2 separate regions of the Sus scrofa genome follow, and region 2 is linked to region 1. A link is a contact called in public HiChIP or PLAC-seq data. All regions are on one chromosome and are shown on one strand. The core of a region is the stretch at or near the end of the contact, and the rest is flanking DNA. Distances in the headings are between cores, read along the strand shown. Region 1 overlaps LOC102167410 (5-formyltetrahydrofolate cyclo-ligase). Region 2 overlaps FAH (fumarylacetoacetase).

Region 1 (6,824 bases), core at 1,179-3,678:
CCTGGGAACTTCTGCATGTTGCAGGTGTGGCCATAAAAAGAAAAATAAAATAAAAAGCATATCAGAAATTGTTTTATAAGATGCTGTGATGCTTTTATTTGGTATATGAGCATCAAGGGTTCACATCAGTCCTGGATTGGAATAACCTTGCAATTGTTCTGTCTTCTTCCAACACTCGTTTGGGGGACGCTATAGAGTTAAGATCAGGGTGGAATGTTTTTGGGGACGCTATAGAGTTAAGATGAAGGTAGAATGTTGTACCTGTTGTGTTGTACCTGCTGTGTGCTCCTACACCTGGGTTTGGAGCTGTGAGTTGGTGTGTAGGCCCTGGGTCTCTGAGTCTAGACTCATGTGAAAGACTGGTCGGAACCCATGGGTCTCCAGGGCACCTGCACACATCTTGGCACTTGAGGCACTCCGTGTGGGTGAGGGGACAAAAGAAGCTGCGTGCCGGGGTGGTTGCTGGGCCCAGGATGGGATGAAGGTGCTGCTCTGTATCTTCTGTAATGCCAGGTTCTCCTAGGAATACCAAGATTGCGAGTCTTTTCCATCTGCCAAGTCAGAGTGCCGCGTGAAACCTGTAGCAGCCGCCAGGTCTGTGCTGCGTGCATGGTCCAGGCAATGGGTATTGTCTCGTTATGTTCTGTGGAGACTCTAATAGCACTGTCATCACAGAGGACTTTCAAAGCGTCCACGAGAATTGTTTGTTGTATTTTTATTAAGCCAAGAAATTAGCAGTTATGGGTTCCTCCATAGTTTGATGTTTTGCTATGATTTACAGAAAACTTGCTGAAGTGGTGTTTCTAAACCTTTAACACATGTCTCTGTGCTTCGCAAAAATCCGCTTTACTCGTTGTATTTGAACTTTAAAAAAATCCGCTTCACTCATTTTATTTGAACTTTAAAAATACATTCGGATGACTAAAAAAGAAATCAAAGCGGTTGTGATTTTGGAGTGTGCTTTTTTGCACACTGCACACGCTTTTTCCAGGAGTTTGGGGGCAACCTCTCCCTCAGGGGTTAGAGACCGTTGCCTTCAGAGTTAGACCCTGTGGGAGCTGGAGCAAAGGCTACTGGTCCTCGCTTCATCATCCTTGTTTCAGAGGGGATAATTGATGCCCGGGGAGGTCAAGTGACTTCTCCAAGGACACACACGGAGTTCCTAACAATGCAGTGGTCACCGGGTTCTCCTCTTTTCCTCTGCCTTTGAGCCACCGTCTTTTCTTCACACCTCAGTTGTTAAGATGCTCTACCACCTGGATCCTCGTTCCCTCTCCTGACAGCAAACTGCACCAGCACCTTTCATGGGACAGGTACTGTTGGTAATTGTATTCATGGGGACCTTGTCATATTCTCCCAAGGAAGAACCTGATCTAAGTCACATGTCTCTAAAAGTACACTGGTTTTGAAGTTAAGCTTCTTTTCCATCATTTTATAGTCAAGTAAATGCACAGGAAGAACAGTCTAGGCTTTTATTGGTAACAGGGCCTTTCATTTGAATGATAAGTATACTCCTGATAGGCTTCCTTGGAGCGCTTCCAGGATTGTCTGTTTTATCTTTTGCAGCAGCACCTTTAGACTATATGCTCATTTTGGAGAGTGGTAATTTACTTTTTGTTAACTCCCAGCCCATTAAGATTAAAAGATACTACCTTAGGGGTTATGGCCTGTTTTTCTTGCCAAGATGGCTTAGCCTGCTAAACGTTCTATTCAAGCATAATGATTCATTGAGTGTACTATGGAGCACTTAAGTATCATTAAAAGGACTAACCCAGGTGACTTCAGACTTCCTACATATAGAACTTCATGTGTTTAAACTCTTTTTCAATTCAGTTTTTATTGCTTTTAATTGAGACATTAAAATGCCTATTAGGTTTATGTGTGTTTTTGTATATAGTTCAGTTGAGAGAAAAGGCAGAATTTTTAAGAGGAGGTTGAATTAGAAAAAAATAAATTGTTTTTTGTTTAGTTTTCTGACCCTTAAATATCAAGTCAGAGTGGTGAAAACTGGCGTGTGCATAAATGCCACTATGGGTTTCCGTGTCGCCGTGGAAATGTGCTTTCTCCCCCTCCCCCACTCCTCCTTTCTTCGTGAGCAGGTTCTCCCCTGTGTTCTGTCACTCCCTCCCCAAGGATTGATGGGACAGTCTTGCAGCCCGGGGAACGTCGGACTGCAGGCTGGGGAGAGCCTCCCTCTTAGCCATCTGTGCTGTGGACAAAAGCCAAGAGGATCTGTATACTTCCATGGATGCCTTCAGCAGTGAAAATGGCCCTCTAAAATTCTTCATTGTAGCATTTTGAAAGGCCAACAAGACTGGGGTGTTTCTTTATGATGAATTAGAACATGTTCTTCTTTCCAGGGAAGTGAGTTAGGGCGTTTTCTCCATTGCGAAATGAGGGCAAGACATGATTTCAAGGAAGCTGGGCCAGTAAAATGAAATGAAATTCCACCTTTGTCCATTTGGCAAATGTTGGGGTTGACGTCTCTGTCTTAGGTTATGGCAGTGACCTGCTCCCTGGCCACCCTTCTCTGAAACTTGACTTCTCTGACTCATGTTCCTGACAAAGTGACCTTAACACTCACCTGGACTGTATTACTCCACCCCTTGAAAGGTTTGTTTTCACTTTCTAGAAAATAAGTCCAGATTCAGTAGCAGAATTCAAGGAAGATGAGAAGTGTGTGTGTGTGTGTGTGTTCTTTTGGGGAAGATCTTTCTGTCTTTGCTCTTCTAACTCAGCCTGACACGCCCATATTCTTTGTCTGACTTTTGAATCGTAATCATCCTTTAAGTCTGGCATAAAGGCTGCCTCTAGGAGCCTCCCTAGATTCCCCAGTCAGATTTAAACATTTCTTCCTTAATATTTCTACCCATGTTATGACACCTCAGTATGCTTTGTGTTATTGAATTGGCTTTATTATACCCCATGCTTGTAATTTAAACATTTTTTTTTAACTTTAATAATTGCAGGATTGGCAGTCCACCACTTACCAGGAAAGCCCATTCCATTTCAGACCACTTTATAGGAGGTTAGGAGTTATTTTCTATTTTAAGCTTGTGCCTTTGTGTAACTCTTTTAGCTGATGGTCCTGCTGCTCCTTACAGAAACCCTTAAATAGTTTGAAACATTTCCCTTGTTGTATTTGGGCTGGATGGTACCCCAGTGAACTTGATGCATCACCTTTTTCTTCACCATCTTAAAAATCCTTTTTAAATTATAAGCCTAATGATTGTATATTGAATGAGTGATTGATTGTAGCTGCCAAGAAATGTGAACATAATCCATCGATGTTTATTTTTCATGCTAATCATTTTCTAAAATCATGTATGTATTACTAATCATCCACAAGTAAGCAAGAAGAACAAGCCAATATTGTTGGATGAAGTGGGCAGTGAGCTATGAAATGGAAAATGAACAGAAACAAAACTGTCTTCCTATCTGCCCATCTCACGACTTTGGTTTAAAGTAGTACAATACACATAAAAATGTCAGTTTTCGAGTGTAGTGATGCTGGAAGCCAGAATCACTGCTAAGAAGTCCTGGGATGATTTAGTTTGTCAGATTGTCGAGACCAGTTTTTTTTTGTAAGCCTGACTCATTAGGGCTTTATAGTTTAGTAGCATTAAAAAAAAACAACAACAACAACAAAAAAAAACCCGAGAAAGACATAGGAAAAAACTTTTTAAATTAGAGGTTTGTGTGCTCCTGTGTGTATGTATGTGTGTGTGCATGCACCTTTATGTGTGTTTGTGTGTGTCTGTGTGTTTGTGTGTAAAGTGGGTCACAGTGTTTTTCTTACCGTAGGTTCCAGAAAGTTTGAAAGCTACTGGTTTAGGTGCCTACCTCTCAAAAGGCCATGTATTTTTTTAGGGGCCCCTGGTGGACTATCAGTGGGCTCATAAAACAAGAGAACAAACAGTACATTTTCTTTAAGTGTTCATTTTACTTCAACATTTTGGGAAAACAAATGTAGAATAACAAACAAAACCCTACACTGTTTTTATACCAAAACAAGCACGAATGTATTGAATATAAAAAAAATTCATGGAGTCCCTGTCGTGGCTCAGTGGTTAACGAACACTACTAGGAACCATGAGGTTGCGGGTTTGATCCCTGGCCTCATTCAGTGGGTTAAGGATCCGGCATTGTGGTGTAGGTTGCAGATGCAGCTAGGATTCCGCGTTGCTGTGGCTCTGGCATAGGCTAGCGGCTACAGTTCCCTGGCCTGGGAACCTCCATATGCTGCAGGAGCGGCCCAAGAAACGGCAAAAAGACAAAAAAAAAAAAAAAAAAAAAAAAGAAATTCATTAATTTTAACCATAAAACACAAAATATCAAAATGAAAACCGTTTTGGTTGTGGTGGGCCACGTTGGGCAGGTCCCCAGGGATTTTGTTCTTTTCTGTAGGAAAAGTTTGGACAGTGTTGATCACGTAGTCTTTAAATCATGGAATACAAAAGAGAGGAACAATTTTATGTTAAATCTCTTTTTTAGTACCTTGTTTTGCTTCCTCTATTATTTTTATGTTTAAAGTTTTGTCAGTGGTTGATGGAGGGATTACACGTTTAATTAACACAGTTCAGTTTAATACCAAATTCCAGTAAAATATAGCAACTTGGTTTTTAGGTAATTCCATTCCTTTCCTCCATCCATGCTATGAATAGCATGTAAATTATATGATATTTATTTATTTATTTATTTATTTTTATATGATATTTATATTATAAGCTATATGGTATTATATGTACTGAAAATACAACATAGATGTTGTTTTAAAAATCATATGCCGTAAACCTATCCATCACCTTCAAATATTTCCTCTCACTGTCTTTTATTTGTTATTATTTTTGTGAGAAGAACATTTAACATAAGATTTATTCTTGGCGAATTTTAAAGTGTACCATACGGTCTTGTTAAGGAAAGGCAGTGTGCAGTACAGTGGATCTCTGGGACCTAAATCATCCTCCGTAACTGAAACTTTGTACCTTTTGACTAATACCTCCTTGGTTTTTTCCTCCTCTCATGGAATTAGTTTCTTTTTAAAATCTTTTTTGATTCCTACCTTCCTACTACCCTGTGACTTTTTTTTTTCCTGACTCCTTCATTTATTTTTGCTCTTTCCTATTTATTAATAAAAACATTCAAAATTTCTAATTTTTTCCTTGAATATAGCTTTAGTGACTTTCCATGAATTTGGACATATGATGTTATGGTCCCATTATCTTCTTTTTTATACTAATATCAGATGCTTTGTTTGTCTGAGATATTTAACATATTCAAAAAAATTTCTAAAGTGTTTTGACCACTTTCTAATTTTATTTTTGACTAAGAGAATATTGGCATATACAATTTATCATTTGAGGAATGTGCTAACATTTTCTTTGTGGGTTCATGTATTTTGGTTACTTCAGTTAGGTGTTACATTGGACAGTAAGCATCAGGTCCTGTGAAAAAAGGGCTTAAATAAGGAAAGGTGTTAATTTAAAAAAATTTTTAATCATTTTTTTGTTATTTATATTTATTTTCTCCAGTCTATGGCTAATCTTTTCATTTTCTTTTTTAAAAAATTATTTTATTAAAGTATAGTTGATTTACAATGTTGTTTGCTAATTATTTTTACTTTCATGTAAAAAGAATTTCAGTGGCAGGTGGCTATTGGCATTGATCTCTCAGCCTAAGGATGGGCCTGCAGTTTCTACAATTTTCTTGGTCTTTCTTTCTTTTTGTCTTTTTAGGGCCACATCCACTGAATATGGAGGTTCCTTGTCTAGGGGTTCAATCAGAACTGCAGCTGCTGGCCTACACCATAGCCACAGCAACTCGGGATCCAAGCTGCATCTGCAACCTACACCACAGCTCACAGCAACACCAAATCCTTAACCCATTGAGTGAGGCTAGGGATCAAACCTACGTCCTCATGAATGCTGGTCAGATTTGTTTCCACCGAGCCACGATGGGAACTCCTGGCCTTTCTTATCTGATTGAAAAGTGACTGCTCTAGATCCAGCTTTCACATCTGAACTGAGCAAGGAGGAAGAATGAGACTAATGGCAGTGATTGGATGTTCCCACTTTGAAGGAACTTCCCTGGAAACCTTTACATCTCATTGGCTTGATGTGTGATGACTCCTGTTCATAGGAGGGTCAGGAATATAGGTGTTTTTTTTTTTTTTCTTTCTCCCAAACAAGTCATAGTTCTGTTAATAAGGAAGAGCAGAAAAGGTGAGTATTGGGTCAATAACTAACAATTTCTGCTAGACAGTGTTCTGTAGACTTGAAAAGAATCTGTATTCTTTGTCCAGGGGACAAAATGAGGGCTGTACCTGCATATCCAGGCAAATATTCTCATGCCTATTAATTATGTCCTGTAAGTTAACTCCTGCGAATCTTCAGTTTTGTTTATATGTAGCTGTACACATTTGAGAGGATATGATTGTAATCTCCCACTGTAATTAAGGCTTTCTTAATTCTTTAGCTTTCAACATATTTTATATGTTTCAGCACTGTACTTCTTAGCACCGAAGACTTCTTAGTTGTTAGGTTTAATCGTGGATTTTTTAAAATGTGTATAAACTAACTTTCTTTTTTCCATGTAAAGCCCTATGTCTTAAATTCTCTCTTACTATCAATTTTGCTACCTCTTTATGTTTGAATATGTCTTTGGCTTTCTCCGTAATCTTTGGTGCCGTTGTCTGTGAGCATGTTTCTTTAAATAGCATACAATTGGATTTTTGTTTTTGCACCCAACTGGGAGTCTTCTTTTATTAAAAGAATTCAGCCTGTCCTATTTTTGCTGATAACTGCTGTGTTTGACCTTCCCTCTGT
Region 2 (6,824 bases), core at 1,914-4,413, 220 kb before region 1:
CGTCCTACTCCTGCGATGGCAGCTCCTTCCTCCTGGCGGACACTGAGCCTGCTGCCAGGATCACCTCCATGAAGGGCGGAGCCCCTAGAACGTACAGTGGGAAAGCCCCAGAGAGCCTGGGGTATCTAAACAGGACAAAAGGAGAAGAAAATCTGGGAAGAAAAGAGACTGGACAGAGTGTGGCCTGGAGGGTCTGTGGGCATCCCCAGCCCTGGGTGCTCCCACCAGGAATGGAAAATGACACCTGATACCTCTCAGGCACAGGCGCTGTTCTAGACCTTGACATGAATCCACTCGCTTAACCCATCACAGTTATACCATGAAGTCAATGCCATCTGTATCCCAGTTTACAGATGACAAACTGGCACAGACAGATTCAGGAACGTGCCCAAAGTTGGGCAGGGGCAGAATTAAGACTCGAACCCCAGCTGTGGCCTGCACGGCCAGGCTCTTTACCACTAACGCTCCGCTGGCCTATTAATTAACGCAGTGTAGCCAAGCGGCCTCGGGGGACGTGGGCCCTGCCTGCCAGGTGCCCAGAGCTGACCCAGGTCAACACTGGGTGCGCTGGCTGTGGGGCCCCAGAGGGCAGGGCCGGGCCAGCGAGGACTGGCTTTCAAACGTGCCCTGGATGAAATGTGCCACCCAAAGGGAGCAGAGGCTGGCAGGCTCTGGCTGGGGAGGCTGGAGAGGGGATTCAAGCAGAGGGTGGAGGCCCCAGACTCCATGGTTTCTGGTCCTCAGAGCTGAGAGCCCGGTGACATGAGGCTAATGCCACATGGGCCCAGTGTGGCTCCCTTTGAGCACAAGGATGTCCCTTCCCCTCCACTCTCCTTTACACGAACCCCACGTTCTCCCAGGCCATGGAATTTGACACCCTCTCATCCCCACCCCCAGGAGCTCAGGAGCCACATACCCACCAAGTACTTGGGCACATGGGCCCTCTGGCCCCTGTCGCACCCTGCGATCCCAAAACAGTACCTTTCAGGGCGACAGAGAGGTTGATGTCGAACATGTAGGGCTGGTCGTGGCGGAGATATGGCAGAGGCTTGGGGTCCTGAGAGGGCAGAGCAGAGCACAGAGTCATGGGCAGGCGGGCTGAGCTGGCCCAGGCCGGGCCTGCAGCAGAGCCACGGTGCTCAGGCACAGAGGACCTGAGGATGAAGAGGCCGCTCCTCTCCAGGGACCAGCACTGTGTCCCGGGACAATGAGGGCTGAGGGTGGTCATATGAGCTGGGCTCTGGGAAAGAAGCCGAGGAAGAGGCAGCAGCAGGTCAAAGGTACAGAAGCCGCATCAGAGAGGTCCCCAAAAAGCTGAAGGAGCATGCTGGGGAAGTGGGGGATGGTGGGAAGGTGGGGACAGTGGGAAGGGGGACAGTGGGAAGGTGGGGAGAGTGAGAAGGTAGGAACAGTGGGAAGGGGGACAGTGGGAAGGTGAGGACTGTGGGAAAGTGGGGACAGTGGGAAGGTGGGGACAGTGGGAAGGTGGGAACAGGGGGAAGGTGGGGAGAGTGAGAAGGTGGGGACAGTGGGTAGGGGGACAGTGGGAAGGGGGACAGTGGGAAGGTGGGGACAGTGGGAAGGGGGACAATGGGAAGGTGGGGACAGTGGGAAGGGGGACAGTGGGAAGGTGGGGAGAGTGGGAAAGATGGGGACAGTGGGAAGGTGCAGACAGTGGGAAGGTCAGAGATGGGGGAAAAAGCAAGGCCCGTGGGAAAGGCCGGGGCAGCAGAAAGGGATGGTGGCCGGCAGGGACAGGCCCCAGCTGTGGAGGCAGATTCGACAGCCAGGCCAGAAGGTCGGCACCTTGGCCAAAAGCATTGTTTTCCCAAAGAGCAATATGTGAATCTAGTGGTACATGAGATAACATAGGGTGATTTGGTTTTAATAGCTCTCTTTCTTTTTAGGTTGAACTTGGTGGCAAGTGATACCAATGGGACATAAAGTTCCTTTTCTAAATACACTGTTAGAATTTTCAAATGGAAGCTGGAGTTCCCGCCGTGGTGCAGCGGAAACAAATCCGACTAGGAACCACGGGGTTGCGGGTTCGATCCCTAGCCTTGCTCAGTGGGTTAAGGATCCGGCATTACTGTGAGCTGTGGTGTAGGTTGCAGATGCGGCTCAGATCTGGCGCTGCTGTGGCTGTGGTGTAGGCCAGCAGCTGTAGCTCCAATTAGACCCCTAGCCTGGGAACCTCCATATGCCACAAGTGCAGCCCTAAAAATTTTAGCAAAAAAAAAAAAAAAAAAGTCTTCAAATGGAAGCTGCTTTTAGGCATTAAAGAAATAAGAGTTCAGAATTGGCAAGAGCCATGAGAGTTGCATGTAATGGTATTCAGGAAAGGCTGGCGTAAAGAGAGATGGAGCCCAGAGAGCCCTGGCAACGGTACAGGGGCGCCTGTGAACGGAGAGCTGGACCAGGGATGGAGCCTGGAGGGGACGAGCAGGGGGTGCAGCAGCAGGCTAGACAGTCCCCGTGGGGGTGGGCTGCAGAAGAAGGCACAGGTGGGGGCTCACCAAGGAGGGAAGAAGGGACATGTCTCAGCGACTGAACACAATGGCTGTGCAGGAGTGGTCAAGGAGGGAGCAAGGGGACAAGCATGAGAGGCCTGCGGGAGCTTCACGGGAAACTGGTCTGCAAGGACCTTGAGCACAGCTCCGTGAGACGGAGGCAGGGCTGAGGGGTGTCCAGGAACATGGGCGGGTGGCCTGGGTGAGGGAGCCTTGTGTGTTGGGGCGGGAGGGGTCGTGGGGGGAGGCCAAGAGCAAGGTAAGAAGCTCAGGGGAGGGGTGGGAGGAGGGGCAGAGGCTGAGCGCTCAGCTAGGGCTGCCCTCTGGGCTGTTGGAGCATCCTGGGACTCTGGGAGACATGGGGGAACAGGGACAGGTCATGTCAGAAGCCAGGGGGAGTGACTGCCTAGGAAGAGTAGGGGGATGCCGAGGCATCCACGCTGAAGAGGGCACAGGGCCACAGGCAACCACCAAGGTCACAGGGCACAGTGGTGAGACCACTGGCGGTGACCGGGTAAAGGCAGCTGCCAGGCTGCAATGGACTGAGGCATGAGGGCTGAGGCTGAGACGCCCCTGGATGGTGGCATGGGCACAGGAGGCTCTGGACCAGGACTCCTGGCTGCCTGACTCCACACTGCAATCTATCAGTTGGGCTCCAGGGGGCACCATTGCACAGAACACAACCTAGGGACCTGGGAAGTTGTGCCATGTGGTGATTCTGGCAGGGACCTCTTCTGCCAACTGGCCAGTTCTTATGGCCTCAGAGCATTCTGAAGTTTACAAAATTCCACGCTTTCCTCCAAGAACCATGCAGGGGGCACGGAAAGCACAAGGTAGAATGATTGATGCCATGCCTGCTTAGAGACCCCCAGCATGAGGCCATGATGGGGCACAGAGCTTACCCTCCAGACCCTCTCCATGCCTGGTGGGCAAACAGCCTCGGAGTCAGAGGGGCCTGGGTTTGGGACTTCCTGCACAGGGTATGCTTACCTGCTCTGGGTTGGGCACAGCAAAGGGCATGAGGGCATCCATGGGCACCACCCATGGGGATATGGTGGTTCCAAAACTCTTCCCGAGGAACGGCCCAAGAGGGACATACTCCCACTTCTGAATGTCTCGAGCTACAGGAGAAGGGCGGGGAAGGGCTTACAAACGCTGACCGGGTCTTGTACCAAGTCCCTCCTCGCCTTGACCGAGGGGCACAGATGCTCAGCACAGCCTCCCCCCACCCCTGGTGCTCGGGCCCCAACCAGGCTGGCAGCCCCAGGTTCAAGGACATAGGTGCTTTGAGGTCGCTGTGCCAGGTTGCAGCAAAGAGAAAGATGTCCCAAGGGCAGTCAGCACAGCTTCCCCTGAAGGGGCTGGAAGCTCATCCTTATACCTGAGGTGACACTTCCTGGGACTCGCGGCCCCATCTTCCTCTGTATATGGCCTCAGGGTTGACACAGGCTCAGAAACAGGGCTGCTTGTTTGAAATTTCAGCTCCACAACTAGCTGAAATCTCTGTGCCTCATTCCTCGCCTATAAAAGGGGAGTAATAATATGGCCCGATCCAAGCAGGGACTCAGGAGAAGAGTCCACGTGGGGTGTTCAGCACAGAGCCTGGAGCATAACAGCTCAGAAACGTTAGCTGGGACATCCAGTCTTATCCTTATTCAACTTACAAGAAACTTGGAGCTCAGAGCTGGGAAGTCTGTTTGATACCCAAGCCTGAGCTCTCAGCCACTGTACCACCTGCTGCCTTTGTCTGGCACCGGGCCCAGGCGACCATCCCTGGCATCTGTGAAAGTGTCCCAGGTACCCAGCCTTCCCCCAGAGCAGTGTGTGCACAGGAAACAGCTCCAGGAAGCCCAGCGCCCCATAATTACCACTCCAGTCGTTCATAAGGACCATTCCAAAAATGTGCTCGTGGGCCTTGGAGATGGGGATGGGCTCTCCAAGTCTGTTCCCAGGGCCTACAAAGAAAGCCTGACATGGGGGAAAGCTGATGAGAATCTGGCTCTGACCTGCTGCCCCAGGTCACTTCCCTGGAGGGCAAAGGTCAGGCAGTTCCAAACAGTAGCCGGGGACCTGGACAGCCACCGGGGCCTGGCAAGGCTACAAATCCACCATATTTCCAACATCCTAAAGGACCCCTGAGTGGACAGATAGCCACCCTGGGAAGCGGTGAGCAGCTGTATGCCAGTGCCTCCTGAGGCCCCCTCACGGCCCCTGAGCACCGGCCCCTGCATCGACCTCCTCCCACGCCTCTGCTCCTTCCCCTCCATCCCGTTCTCACTCTGCATTTTAAGCTTTGACAGCTACACAAGCCTTGTGTTTGTGTCATGAAAAATGAAAAGGCTGCCTCCATGATGCAGCCAAGAGAGTCTGTCACGGCAAACCCCACACCCCACCCCTCACCCACAGCCTCTGAGGAAACACCATCAACATAAAATCACAAGAAACACTGAGTTAGCAAATACAGACAGATCGCTCCCAGGGGAAAATCCAGGGTTAAGGAGTTCCCGTCGTGGCTCAGTGGTTAACGAATCCGACTAGGAACCATGAGGTTGCAGGTTCAATCCCTGGCCTTGTTCAGTGGGTTAAGGATCCAGCGTTGCCGTGAGCTGTGGTGTAGGTCGCAGACAAGGCTCAAATCCCGCATTGCTGTGGCTCTGGTGTAGGCCGGTGGCTACAGCTCCTATTTGACCCCTCGCCTGGGAACCTCCATATGCCGCAAGAGCGGCCCAAGAAATGGCAAACACACACACACACCCACAAAAAAATATCCAAGGTTAAGTTCCTGCCAGCCTCTGGTCCCAACATTTGCATCAATGAATCAGTACACAGCCTGGCTTTATGTGTGTTTCTATTTAAGGACACTTCTTTCAACATACCAGGCCAACCTTGGTGATATTTCAGGTTTAGGTCCAGAGCACTGCAATTAAGCAAAGATCTCAATAAAGTGAGGTTTGCCAGTGCTTATAAAAATTATGTTTAGGAGTTCCCCTTGTGCTCAGGGTTAAAAACTAGTATCCATGAGGATTTGGGTTTGAGCCCTGGTCTTGCTCAGTAGGTTAAGGATCCAGCACTGCCGTGAGCTGTGGTGTTGGTCTCAGATGCAGCTCAGATCTGGCCTTGCTGTGGCCGTGGTGTAGGCCGGCAGCTGCAGCTCTGATTTGACCCCTAGCCTGGAAATTTCCATATGCCACAAGTGCGGCCCTAAAAGGCCATAAAAAGAAAAAAAGAAAAAAAAAAAAAGACCACTGATCTTAGATCGCCATGATAGATACAATAATGATGAAAAAGTTTGAAATATTAGAAGAATTACCAAAATGTGACACAGAGACACGGCGTGGGCAACAGACTTTGCTTGACGAGGGGTTGCCGCAAACCTTCAATATGTGAAAAATGCAACATCTGCAAAGCACAGCATAGCAAAGTGCAGGAAGATGAGGTCGGCCTGCATGTTGTTAATTCGTGATCATGAACTCATGGCCACGGGCACTATCAGGTCCCAAATACAGCTTATCCAGTGCACACCTTTTCTCCACTGGGCACATCACAACTTTCTTGTGCTTAGGAACACCACACAGCAAAAAGCACGTCAACAAAAAGCACAAAATTCAAAATAACATGGCCCTGAAAAGACACTTGTTTGCATGATAGCGGTTGAAATATAAAGGCAGAGCATGGCCTTGCTCAACCTCAGGTGGGAACATGTAAATCAAATTTTTTGCCAGTCCATGCGTATCCTTGAATGACCCCCCAAAACTCTGAGAATATTGATTTCCGGGTTACAAACTGACTGCGAGTAGGTGAATTCACAAATACAGAATCCGTGCATAGTGAGGATGGACAGTACTTCTGAAGCCAGAGCTGTCATTGACGTGGCTGAGACAGGGGAACAGCCCATTGCTCAGGGCTGCCATCCCAGAGAGATCTCCTGCCCTAACGTGTATACAGACCCCAGGCCAATAAAACACCAAGACCCAGCTTACCATTTCCAACTCCATGTCCAAGAGTTTGCAGGCACCATACACAGGAGGCTTAGCTAGAACAGCATCAGAAAAAGGGGCTGTAGTGAGTGCCAGGCATGGAACTTGGTATGCGGGGACACAGAGCTGAGCACGGCGGGGCCTGGACTCTGGAGGCACTTACAGTCATCGGGGCGCATCTGTCCCATGGGCCTGCGGATTGGGGTGCCAGACACCACGACAGAGGAGGCACGGCCATGGTAGGCCACCGGTAGATGCAGCCTGATGGAGGGAAGCGCGAGAAAGCATGAACTCTATTACTCATGCAAGATAAATTTCACAATGTTTTAAAATTAAA

The links. HiChIP or PLAC-seq counts read pairs in DNA pulled down with a chosen protein or histone mark.
Region 2: an H3K27ac HiChIP or PLAC-seq map of alveolar macrophages shows a contact between it and region 1. The contact joins two enhancer-like sites. A contact is called at or near these places in 2 of 47 Hi-C or Micro-C datasets (embryonic fibroblasts and epiblast stem cells) and 1 of 2 datasets of contacts at active chromatin or transcription factors (alveolar macrophages).

Annotation. Positions count from the first base shown.
Region 1 is chr7:48,850,610-48,857,433 of Sscrofa11.1, reverse strand. The region is part of intron 2 of LOC102167410 (5-formyltetrahydrofolate cyclo-ligase); the gene reads left to right. Among named protein-coding and RNA genes, the nearest start is that of BCL2A1, 44 kb to the left of the region's middle. Within about 2 kb of position 2,428, at least 8 of the 83 cell types and tissues checked have an H3K27ac peak or open chromatin away from gene starts, as enhancers often do. A contact at or near this core is called in alveolar macrophages, where this site is marked.
Region 2 is chr7:49,070,765-49,077,588 of Sscrofa11.1, reverse strand. It overlaps FAH (fumarylacetoacetase), which reads right to left. Exons shown (of 14, transcript XM_003356648.4): 6 at 6,651-6,748; 7 at 6,491-6,543; 8 at 4,379-4,478; 9 at 3,501-3,631; 10 at 982-1,057. Among named protein-coding and RNA genes, the nearest start is that of TRNAK-UUU, 6.5 kb to the right of the region's middle. Within about 2 kb of position 3,163, at least 4 of the 83 cell types and tissues checked have an H3K27ac peak or open chromatin away from gene starts, as enhancers often do. A contact at or near this core is called in alveolar macrophages, where this site is marked.